Regions from separate parts of the Mus musculus genome. Here region 2 is linked to region 1. The links are chromatin contacts, called in public Hi-C maps. All regions are on one chromosome and are shown on one strand. Each heading gives the region's core, a stretch centred on a gene start, on an enhancer-like site or on the middle of the called end of the contact. The rest is flanking DNA. Distances are from core to core; before and after follow the strand shown.

Evidence for each region. A called contact is a pair of places that touch in the nucleus more often than the background predicts.
Region 2: a contact with region 1 is called in a Hi-C map of cortical neurons, with 2.5 times the contacts expected there. The contact joins two enhancer-like sites. A contact is called at or near these places in 11 of 39 promoter capture datasets (the 3T3-L1 cell line, 3T3-L1-derived adipocytes, the C10 cell line and 6 more), 10 of 15 datasets of contacts at CTCF or cohesin (CD8 T cells, the G1E-ER4 cell line, the NIH/3T3 cell line and 5 more), 264 of 484 Hi-C or Micro-C datasets (3T3-L1-derived adipocytes, the AML12 cell line, the AtT-20 cell line and 145 more), 37 of 115 datasets of contacts at active chromatin or transcription factors (CD8 T cells, PVALB interneurons, T-cell acute lymphoblastic leukemia and 26 more) and 5 of 9 other capture datasets (embryonic stem cells, embryonic tail, liver and 2 more).

The regions. Positions count from the first base shown.
Region 1 is chr3:127,861,693-127,867,908 of GRCm38.p6, forward strand. It overlaps Gm35585 (a long non-coding RNA gene), which reads left to right. Exons shown (of 4, transcript XR_376054.4): 2 at 2,055-2,182; 3 at 4,866-4,959; 4 at 5,816-5,911. Among named protein-coding and RNA genes, the nearest start is that of Gm35585, 3.5 kb to the left of the region's middle. Within about 2 kb of position 2,734, at least 14 of the 459 cell types and tissues checked have an H3K27ac peak or open chromatin away from gene starts, as enhancers often do. A contact at or near this core is called in cortical neurons, where this site is marked.
Region 2 is chr3:127,950,392-127,956,607 of GRCm38.p6, forward strand. It overlaps 9830132P13Rik (RIKEN cDNA 9830132P13 gene), which reads left to right. Exons shown (of 5, transcript NR_040552.1): 5 at 1,259-4,829. Among named protein-coding and RNA genes, the nearest start is that of Gm35667, 17 kb to the right of the region's middle. Within about 2 kb of position 3,445, at least 7 of the 459 cell types and tissues checked have an H3K27ac peak or open chromatin away from gene starts, as enhancers often do. A contact at or near this core is called in cortical neurons, where this site is marked.

The DNA.
Region 1 (6,216 bases), core at 1,484-3,983:
AGAAAGGAAGTAGGAAGGGGTGGGCCAGACTGAAAATACTGATGGTCCACATAGAACACTTTGAATGGCAGAGTAAGACTGATCAGACAACTCAAAGAAATATATTACATATGCAACATGCTTTTGTAGACTATAATAATAATAATATTTATGAAAATAATGCCAACCATTTACTCCATTGCTTGGCTTCTACTGGTCTACAGACTGTATCGATTGACATTGGTGTTATGTTTATAAAAAGATAAAGAGAAGGGGGGTATGTTCTATGGAGGTGTAGTCAGGTATGGGGGAAGGGGGCTCCTTGGTGGGCCCATGCTGGGGGCCCATCCCTTCCCCCTGAGGGACCAGCCACATGATGGTATAGTATAGAATGGAGTTTATTTAGGACATAGGGAGGGGAGTTAAGAGGGTAGTAGAGGCAGAGAAAGGCAGGAGGGGGAGGGGAGGGGAGGGAGATGAGTAGAGGCTGACAAGAGGGAATGGGGAGAGAGGGGGCAAGAGAAAGCAAGAGAGCAAGAGAGGAGCAAGAGAGTGAGGAGGGGGCAAGCAGCCCCTTTTAAGGTGGGGTAGGGCCTACCTTTCTTGTTGCCAGGTAACTGTGGGGCAGAACTTTGACAATTGGTATGGGAGGGATTTTTTTTTTTAAAATATGACAATACTATTTTGAGTGGGGAGTGAACCTGGTGCAATCATGTTTAAGTGGTGAAGCGTCTCAGTTGGTCATTTAAAGTGTCATCGACACTAATGGATTAGGTTTGTAACTTTTACTTTGATGACATGTTACAGGTTCTCTTTCTGATCCTATAAACATACCATAGTACTTTTGGCATATGTCACACAGTAGAGGTTAGAAATGTTTTCAGGATGGCTTTTATTTTGTAAATGTTCACATTCACAGCAGAACTGTGGGTACACTGCTGAGTGTGGTTTTTCATCTGGCTGTTAAGAAAAGGGGGCAACAGAAACCACGTGGGACTGTGGTTAAATGTTTCAAGCAACAAAGCTATAGAAGACGTGGTCACACAGGACACTGCATCCTGCTCACCAACTCTGTGGGGTCCTCATTTTACTTCCTGAAGCAGTAACCATTCCCAAGTAACACTTTAAATGACCAACTGAGACGCTTTACTGGTTAAACATGATCGCACTGGGTGCACTCCCCAAAATAGTATTGTCACATTAAAAAAAAAAAACCCTATTTAAACTATGAAGACTTGAAAACACATTGTCTTTTGTAGAGTCATATTTATGTTTCCCCCAGCAACAGAATAAGCTTTCATGGATTTCAGCGCACGAGCTTTGAAGTAAATGCCATCTCTTCAATACCAATAGTTACATTTAATAATAATTAACAATTTAATAATAGTAACACTGAAAGTTGGCTATATGTAAATCACTTTATTTCTATAAATTTTGCCACCTCACAGGTAGGGATTTGAAGTTTAAAGAGACGTAGATAAGATCTTTCTTCCTTTCTTTCTTTCTTTCTTTCTTCCTTTCTTTCTTTCTTTTTCTTTTTAAAACAAATCCTACAGTTAGTAAATAGCAGAGCCTATTCTTAAATTCAAATCTGCCACAAAGAAATCTTTTGATCTGAAAGTTTGTTTGAACATAGTTCTAATACTTTCCTGTAAGCAAAGGGGAAAATTATGGCTAAACACTGGTATAGTTTGGGTATAAAACTGGCTTTGGGTCATTGTCTTACTTGATCTTGGTATATGACTAAGATTCCTGGGCTAAAAATAGAAGCTAAAAGTACTTGTAAGGCCCCACAATATTCTGGACTAAGACTGGAGAAAGCTTTTCTGTGTGTGCCTGCTGAACTACCAAATCTGGATGCAAAGATCCTTTGTGCTAAAAATAAGTAGGAAAATCATGATTAAAGCCAAGTCAGTTGCTATTGCACGCTAGGGTGGTGGTGGTGCGCAGGACATGGTTTCTTTATAGATGGGTTCTTCTCTGCCATTGAACGTCTTTTTCAAACAAGCTCTGTTTTTTTTTTTTTTTTTTTTTTTTTTTTTTTTTTTTTTTTTTTTTTTTATTTATTTATTCAGACTTCTCTGAGAACTGGAACAGAGCCAGAAAGCTCCAACCAGAGTGTTAGAAACATCTATAACTACTCTGGAACCTTCCAGCTAGAAGACAAGCTTTGAAGACAATGTGCCCCCACCTGGAGGATTGGGTGACTGAGATATTGATCTAAGAAGTTTATGTGCACAAAATGGATTTCCTATTACCTTAAATAATGGCAACTGTGTTTTTCAGCTGTTTCTAATACTGTTAGGAGGTCTTTGTTGGATATACTGTTTATAGTCCATGAAAGCTTTATTGCAATTCAATATCTGACTTATTAGAGAAACTAGGTAACACAAGCAAGTCCCCTTCTAGCCACCTGACAAATGAATTGACAATGTAACGATTTGCATAGCACTGAGAACAGGTGACCTCAAGCTCAGAGGTCTGTCTGCTTTTGCCTCCTGAGTGAGTGCAGGGATTAAAGAGGAGCAGGGCAGCATTCAGCTGAGAATAGAGCTAGGAAGGACTCAGGGACTATGGGAGGTGAAGAAAGAAAAGAATGAGATCTAGAACAGATCCTGTATTGTGTGTACTGATCTTCCCCTTGAGACTGAAGACTTTATATCTGCAGTTGCTAGCTGACAACCTCCAGTCCTCAGTCTGAAGACTGTTTTTTTTTCCTTGCCAAAAAGCACTGCTTTCTGCCAGTGTGTGGCAGTGCTGAAGAGCCCTGATAGTTCTGGAGCACTCCCTAGTACTACCAAGGCCTGTTCCGATGGAAGCTTGATGCTCTGCTTGCTTCTTTTACAGCTCTCAGGCGCTGATCCCAGGGGCCTCCCTGATGTTCCCCCATGCTAATTTGTTCTGAGTCAACTTCCCAGGGAACTTGACCTAGAGTAAATACCATGGCAGCCCTACTCTTATTGTTTATTTGCACAGATTATCCCTGATGAATATGGTTTGATGTACTAGTTTTTAACTTTACAATGGTGTGAAACCAACACCATTTAGTATAAGATTTTTGATTTTGATTTTGGTCAGTTCCCAGGCTCATGAAATGTGCCAATGAGCCGTCGCTCTCAAATCAGTTATAGGATCGTAAGTGTAAATACTTAACATTCTCTGTGCCAACTTGCTAAAGTGTAATATTCCAACAGATTAATGCATTTATGACCTGTGGAAGATATTTTCAATGCATATTGGAATTATCAGAACATAACCACAGTTTAGAAGCCTCTATATATGGAATATTCATGTAGGATTTTATTGAAAGCAATTCAAACTGGTTTCACACTTAAATGCTTTACCCAGTAAGGAAAATTATCATTATGTTATATATGGAAGACTACTTTATGGTTCATCTTTCAAACTAACATCAGGGGAGTATTGTTTCTTTTTCTATTAGCCTTTGTATTTATTTTGCATTTATAAACATATCCTTATGCCTTAGAGCAGAAATGTATTAGCTAATAGAATGAGTCATGACTATTTTTAATGTTCCTAACATACCTAAAATCAAGAATGTTCATTAATAAAAGTGACTGTAACAAACCAGAGAAAGGCTTTCAGTAGATGATCTATATTCAAAAGTAAGGGTAGCATTTTTACACATTACTCTATAGAAGAATAATTTAATTTAAATTTTCTTAAGGCAACTTATGATATTAATAAATTCACATATATAGAATTTTCATTTCTTCATCTAAAAAATCATGTTAAAATGCACGCTCATAACATGGGGGGGAAAGATTCACACTCATGTTAAGTCATTCTACACTCTAATGTTCAGGGAAATTTGAAAGAAATTTTGAACTAGTAAAGGTTAAATTAAGAGTTGTGCAAAGATAGCTCAGATTTGTTAAGCACATGAATGCCTGTTGTGGATCTGAGACCATTGCAGAATCTTCATTTACACAACAGCCAAAGCAACAGAAAGAATGCACACAACATGGATGTGAAGGGTGAGCGTGACCTTGGTTTTCCTACTTCTCAACTTAGAGGCCACACACATAGCTGCTGGGCTCTGTCTTTCTGCCCCAGCTACAGGGATGAGTAGATAAATTCTACTCTGCCTCAGGTGTGCTGTTGCTGTGGCAATTTCCAAACCCGATGTGGTACCAAGGACCTAAGGAGAAGCCCATGGTGCAGGGAGGCGGGAGAGATGCTGAGAATGCAAGGGTGGAAAAGAACGCTTGCTATTTCACATACAACATTTGGGCTACCTGGTAGAATGAAAGTTTAGTACCATTAGTAAACCTATTTATTATAAAATATTCTTTCCAGAGAAATAGTTAATCAACCAAACATGGCATCAAAAATATTTTTTCCCTAAAAATGTGAATGTATGATAGCAAGGCTGTTTCTGTACACAAACAGCAACGGCAGTCAAGTGAAGAAACATTATTCGATGTACACATGCAACCACTCCCTTTATGCACAATCTCTATTTCTGGAACCAAAGAATTCTGATGTGTGTTAGCATTCCTTCTAGGCTCCTCCCAACAGGTAACCTGGCAATAAGCCAGGTAGGCCTGGCTTCCTACAAAAGGGGCTGTTTGGTCTCTCTCTCTTACTCTCTCTCTTTTCTCTCCCAGACCCTTTTCTCTCTCTCTCCCTTCCTCTCCCCCCTCCCCTTCCCATGTCCTAAATAAACTCTATTCTACACTAAACTGTCCTGTGGCTGGTACCTCATAGGGAAGGGATACCTCAGCATGGGCCCACTGAGGAACCCCTACACCTCACCATACCTGGCTCTACAAAACATATCCTGATCTCTTTTTTAGAAAACACAACAATGTGCAACCAGCTGTAGGTCTTCATTCTTCTTTGTTTTCCTTCTCCGTGCCCAGGAAGGAATCCAGTGCTTTGACCGTGCATGGCAAACACACTACCATAGAGACGCAAGCCACCATCCATCCCCGTGCTTCTTTGTTAATGGAGGAGGTGAGAATGGGAATAAGTGAAGTCGACTTACTTGTTTGACAATTATTTTGAGAACCTATTACATGCCAGCTGTCTTGGTAGGCATTGGCAATGTAACTACACACACAATAGACATATTCTCTGTCCACGTGAAGCATACTGTCTAAGGGAAGAAACTGACATAGGCTGTGTTACATAAGCATGGTTGATGGATGTCTACACTTAAAAGGGAACCAAGCACACGTACACCCAAACTGTATTTAAAGTGGAAGTTTGATGATGTTTAAGTTGAGTACTCCATGTGGTTGTTGGCCAGTCTGGGCGGGGCAGGCATTGGAGCTAAAGAAGGTAAGGTACATGCCAAGTGCTAGAAGAAAGCGTGCCTCTTTCAAGAAACTGATAAAAGCGTTCAGTGTAGCTGAGTCTGGAGAGGGCAGTAGTATAGAAAGACGAGGTGTGGAAGACTAGATCATGAAAGGAGACATAACTATTACAGAGTGAGTGTAGGCTTTGCCATAACAGCGACAAGAAGCCAGTCAAAAGATTAAAATCAAGGAGATCAAAGTCATATTTTAGAGATTTTACTTAACTACAGAGTGGGCAATGAAGGTGGGGAGAGCGATTAGGATTCTCACGGGGAGAATCAGACTGTGAGCGATGCTGGGAAAGAAGAGACGTAGAAAGATTAAAGACATTATTAGAAACAAAACAGGGAGGACCCAGTAATTGGCTGGCTGTGGGCAGTGTGGGAGAGATAGGGGCTAAAGATCCGCCTTACCATTCCTCCTCCTCAGGAGTTGGGGAGAGGTTGTGCCCATGCTGAAGGGGAGGGCAATGCAAAGAGAAGACAAAGACAAAGATGAGGTCTTTTTTGAAGGTGCTGAATTTGAGGAAATTTGTAAGCAAGCAAGCAAGCAAGCAAGCAAGCAAGCAAGCAAGCAAGCAAGCAAGCCAAGCAAGCAAGCAAGCAAGCAAGCAAGCAAGCAAGCAAGCAAGCAAGCAAGCAAGCAAGCCAAGCAAGCAAGCAAGCAAGCAAGCAAGCCAAGCAGTTAAACTGAGGGATCTTCTAGCCTGCCCAGTGCGCTGTTAGTATGCAAATTGCAACAAACAGATGTGTGGAGGTAGAAACCAGGCTGCCAGTCTGACCCCTAAGTAACAGCTGTAGTTACAATAGACTAAATCCACCAGTAATGCCAAAGTTTTGACCTGTGTGTTGTTCTTTAATTTGTATGTTCTTCCTGACCAAGTATTTACTGGAGTTTTAACAGGTCTACAAGA
Region 2 (6,216 bases), core at 2,195-4,694, 89 kb after region 1:
GGCCCAGGCCTGTTTAGTCTCCGAAGTCAGATGAGATGGAGTCCGGTCTGCGGTTTGATGAAACACTGGAGTCAGAATCTTTGGAGGAGGGGTCAGGGGAGGGAGTGTGCAGCCTGCAGTCGTTAGAGCAAAGAGTTTAGTGAGCCTTCTTCTGTCCATTAGCTCTTCAGAGCCACTGTTGTATCAACTGTAGACATTTGAGATGCCAGCTGAAGGGGGAAAGCCTGCATCAACTGCATTAGTTGACAGGACTTATGCTGGGCCAGTGCATTCAGACCTTTATGCGAAGCAAGGCCAGGGTGTTGGCTTCAGTGTTGGTCGGTGGCTTAATGGCTCTGCCAGTTACTTCCTACTTTGCACAGTCATTTGTTTTCAATTGGGGCCGCAGCCCCAAATGTAAAAGTATATGCTTGAGTGTAGCATCTCCTTTACTTATTAAACCTTTTATTAAACCACAATCTTTTTCTTTGAATTTCTTGGCTATAGACTCTACCGGCCTCCTAAGAGTAAAAGGATGAGTTACAACGTGGTCTTCCGCTTCTTTCTTGTGGATTTTGCTCCTGAACAAGTTGAGGGATCAGCAAAATAGCATAAACACTAGTTCAATGAGTCTTCTTGTTTCGTCTTTGTCTTTTTAACTCAGATGGTCTGGAGTACCTATCGACAAAAGGCACTCCACTCCACTTATCACCTTAAGAAACATTAATGGAAAAGTGTGTTAAGAATTTTCTTATAGTTCTGTAGTCGATAGCAGCATAATTACTGTGTATTCTTCATCCTAGACCAGCTCCATACTGAACTCTACTTCCATTTGACTCTCAACAATGCCAACAGTTTGACTCTGTCAAGGGAGCATAGGTACATATTGGCAGAAGACACAAGATTAGCCAAAATGACGAGAATTGTTTTATAGTCTGTAACAACGATTAAATACCTAGTGTGTGATGCAAGAAACTCATAATGCCCACCCCAGAGAAGCTTGCAAAGTCTATGTGAAAATATAATCACACACAAGCAGGCAACAGAGGGATCTGACTTGCTTTTCTGTTGCTGTGATAAATTACCCAAACAAATGCAGCTTAAAGGGAAAGCTTTGATGTTAGCTCACAGTCTGAAGGCCTAGCCCACCAGGGCAGGGATGTCCAGGCAGCAAGAGCTTGAGGCAGCTGGTTAAGTGGCTTCCACAGTTGGGAAGTAGAGAATGATGGTCACTCGTACTCAGCTTTCTCCTTTTTTTTTTTTCTTTTTTTTCTTCCAGAGCTGAGGACCGAACCCAGGGTCTTGCGCTTGCTAGGCAAGCACTCTACCACTGAGCCAGAACCCAAACCTGGATGTTAGGGTTGCTCTTCTCACCTCAGTGAACTGAACCTACATAGGCTCCACAGGAATGTCCAAAGGCCTGCCTCCTATACGATTCTATATCTTGTCAAACGACAATATTAACTTTCCTAAGGAGTGAGAAGTTTTTTTTCATAAAACTTACTTTGAAGCCATTACAATGTTGGAGGCTGTCTTAGAGTTTTACTGATGTGAAGAGACACCATGACCAAAGCACCTCTTAAAAAGAACATTTAATTGGGGCTCGCTTACAGGTTCAGAGGTTCAGTCCATTATCACCAAGACAGAAGCATGGCAGCATTCGGGCAGGCATGGTGCAGGAGGAGCTGAGAGTTCTACATCTTCATCTGAAGGCTGCTAGCAGAATACTGGCTTCTAGGCAACTAAGATGAGGGTCTTAAAGCCCACACCCACAGTGTCACACGTACTCCAGCCAGGCCACAGCTACTCCTACAGAGCCACACCTCCTAATAATGTCAATCCTAGGCCAAGCATACACAAAGCATCACAGAGGCAAACGTGAATGTCTAGCTTCTCTTCGTCCATTCACCCCTAGACTGTTTCTGACATTCTGAAGTTCAAATCGTCTCTCCTCTAAGTAGTACCCATTACTGCTCAGCTAGAAAAATGGTTTTCTGTTGTTTTGCTGTCCAAACTATGTCACGAATTACCAAATTATTATTATTTTTTCCTAAATCATTGCTAGGAATACGGCTTCAGTTTTATTCCACCATTTATTACAGTGTCAACATGCCCAGAAGTTTCTTCTGAACTGTAGCAGTCTGATAGATGGCTCCACTTCTTCTTGGGCTGAATGAAAAAAAAAGAACATCAGTTATAACATTGGGCAGTCATGAACATGAAAAGGAAATGAGTACGTGAGGAAGGAATTGTTCCTCTCTAATACTATCTACTCTACAGCCATTCTCTGTGATTAGAGGATAAATTGACCAACTCTGGGTAACAGCTATATGTTTTGTGACAAAACTTTTGGGGAGATGTAATGTACATGTATAATCTCCATAGAGTGGAAACTCATGACAGACCAAAGTACAGATATCCCCAAAGCTAATTTGGTGAACCAATGAGTTTTATTGAAGTTACTTACAGGAATGTGAGTGTGGGGCTACTTAGAGGAGCCAAGATGACTCAAAGACATCTGCATCACCAAAGTCCAGCCTAGCATGGGTGACAGCTCACAAGGCTAATAACCTGGAACACGCTTCACAGCTTACAGGCAGCTCATGAGGTTGGAGAGTGTCATCTCCAGATATCTAAATTGGTCTAAATCTTTTCCAGGCACCTCAGATGGTTTCTGCTTCTTCCAGGTAGCTGGTCTGGTCTCAGAGTTTTCTTTGCATCTCAGCTTGTCTGAGAGTCTTATTTGAAACTTGGCTTTGCTACATCTGAGCGAGACTTTCAGCATTTATTGCTTATTCGGGCAGGGAGGGGGGCTTAGTGAATCTGGTCAGTTTTGTGGACTTCCTGAAGCCATTTTGTTTACCTCTCTGGTTAAGGGGCCTCCTGCAGGATGGGATGTTTTAATCTCAGTGGAAACTGTGTACTCCTAAGGATAATGTGAAGTCATGATTCTCAGTAGATAATGGAATGACAAAAATGAATTGTACTAGAACAAAATTCAAAAACACAACGTTACAGATGGAGGAAAGTTGATTCTGACTGCAAAAATCTCAAATTTCCACTGATAGTTTGTGTTTGTTACTAATACAAGGTAAGCCTCAAAATTTTCTAGTATCTACTCAAATGCTTTGACAACATTCAATGAGACAATATTTATTCCTAGAAATCTCTCTGTAAAATTGTAATTTCTGTGAAAATTAACCTTATTATGAGATTTTATCTTACTCCAGTGAGGATGGCTAAAAATAAGACAGCAAAAGGTAACAAGTACTGGTGAGGATGAGGGGAACCAGAAACCCTCATGCACTGTTGGTGAGAATGCAAACAGGTACAACCACGATGGAAATCAGTGTGATAGTTCCTCAGGAAACTAGAAATAGACCAAGAAATATCACCAAGCAATACCACGCTTGGGCACATTCCAAGGACTCTATTTCTTGCTACAGAGACACATGCTCATCCATATTCATAGTTGCTCTATTCACTATAGCTAAAGCATGGAGCCTGCATAGATATCGATTGGATGATACATGGATAATGGGAATGTGGCGTCTCTATGTAATGGAATGTATTTATCTCTAAAAAAATTAAATCATGAAATTTACAGGTGAATGGATGGAGCTAGAGAGCAGTCTATTGAGTGAGGTAACCTAGACTTAGGTAAATGTCACTCATGACTTTTATCTTTAGATTTGTCTGTTTAATTTGGAGTACTTGTAGAATTCAGACAACTAGAAAGGGGCCATGTGTGTGGGTTGAGTGGGAAGAAAGGTCTTAAGTGAGCTGGATAGTATATCATAGATGATATGAAGAGGATGGGTGTGTAAGGGGAGGAGAGGTGGGAGGGTAAGACACAGGGACAGGGAGGAGAGATAACTAACACTAAACATATTTGAAAAATATATATGTAAACCTACTATTGCTTCAGCCTCTTAGATCTATTTGCCTATCTATCTATCTATCTATCTATCTATCTATCTATCTATCTATCATCTATCTACCTTCATATAAAAGAGTTTAACTGGAATTACCCTACACAGGTATCATGCTTCTCCCAAAAGCCATTAGGTTGCCAAATAAAACCCAAGTGCCAGGTGTAGGCTATCTTCTCTTGAGTTGTAGGTAAGGGTTGTCCAGGAGATGGAATTCTGTCCCCTCCCCACCCCCAATGATACAGGGCATTGCTACTGATCCTGTCTGAGCAGCAAAACTTGATGGTAAGACCCTACTACAGATGACACCACACATGATCACGGGACATGTTGTATTGAGTAGGATGGTTCCTTCTAGATAATGTTCATACTTCTAAATGGTGCTATGTAGGTTGCTACGGGAAAACAGTCATCAAACGTCTTACTCAAGTTTGAGTGCCATGAGCTACAATTACGACTGCTGTGGCAAGGTATATTCCCATGGGGGTAATAGTGGCATGTATGTTATGTGGTTAATTATCCCCTTTTTTAGTTGGAATTAAGTCTGGCTCCACAGGAGAAAACACATACCTGATTCTAGCCAAGAACCCATGTTTTTGAAGGAAAGGTGTTTTCCTCAAAGGGAATGCATGGCCAGGTCAGTGACATGGAGAGCACTCGCAGGAGACTCTGAATAGACTAGAAGTCAAAGGAAAAGCCGCAGATGTGAGTCACCAGATTTCAAATACATGTTCCAAAAGCATGCCTTGGAGCAGATGCTCCATCCCTCTGTTAGGATCATGGGGATAATAAGCATTTGGGGAAGGAGGAAACACCCACATAAATGAAGTCATGGGTCCTGAGAAGAAAATATGCTCTTCTGTTAGTTATGTGATTACAGTCCTTTATATATATCAATAAAGTTGGGACCATTCCGTGGAGTGCCGTATTTATTTATTTATTTATTTATTTATTTATTGTTTTTTAGAGTAACTAAGTAGTTGGCCTTACTGTGGAATGTGAAATGTGAATGAGACTATCCACATGGATAAAAACAGGCTGGAGTATGCTTGCAAGGAAAACATTGTTGGTATTTATATACTGAAAACATCCTATACTCTTTGTATACATCATGGAAACACTCTTAATGAACATCGACTTGGAACAGTACGCAGAGAAAAAGTGCACATGAGTAACTTCAAGTTAGGTTGAATTTCCAGGGGTTAAGTTCTTGATCAAGAATGGGAAAGTTTACTGTCAATAGAGATCTTGCTAAGCAAGCATAAATTCAATTCCTAGAACCCATGTAAAATTCGGGGTGTGGTAACAATGGCATGTAATCTCAGCATTGTAGAGGAGAAGACACGCAGATCCCCTTGGGTCCCTATTCATCTAGCATAGCCTATGCTGGGACCTACTGGCCAGTAACAGGTCATGTCTCCAAGAAAAAGAAGATAAATTAGATCAGGGGAATAACATCAGGCTTCCACATGCACATGCTACACGCTAACATACCAGCACACACACAAATGTGTGCACACACATGCACAAAACAAACCATGATGAAATAAATAACACGTGTATGAGGAGGAAAGAAATGAAAGCACAACCCAGAGACAATTATGTTTGCTGCATCTGAGCATCACTTTCAATGGATAGAGGTCCTCGGTCATCTCGATATTCTCCACCCCTAATTGTTAACATGCCATGGTCTCGTGCCATTTCTAGCTCTTCAGTGGGCATCAAGTGTGACCTGCACTGGTTTCAGTAAATAGGTCTAAATTTAGGGCTCAGCTAGGTTTTCCTTAGGGAGAATGAGACATTTAGAAAACCCATAAGTGTGAGCTAAGGCTCAAGATGTGTTTACTGATGAAATGAGCTTGAGTTTTGTGTTTTGTGAAGTTGGAAGAAGTTGTTTTATTCCCCATTGGGAATCCTGCTTCTGCCCCTCATTTTTTTTGTATGTAAAGGGTTGGAATTATAAGATTCTCTTCTAATTTGATTTTGTTGCAACTTCTACTTCCTGTTTTTTTTTTTTCTTTTCTTTCTTTAGGACGTTAGAATCACAAGTGCCTTATGAAATCCTTGACTTTGGGATTTTCCTCACCATGCTAATAGTAGTCCTATTGGGATTTAAAAATCATGAAAACATTTTGACTCTCTGGATTTTACAAGTTTTATATGACTTATATATATTTAGTGTACAGGAATTTTACAAGCTTGGCTAAATGTGCACAATACAGAGCACATCGTTTTAACTATGTTTAGCTCACAGATCACAGTGGTAAGCAGTCATTGATGTGCGGCCATTCAATGCTCCTGGATG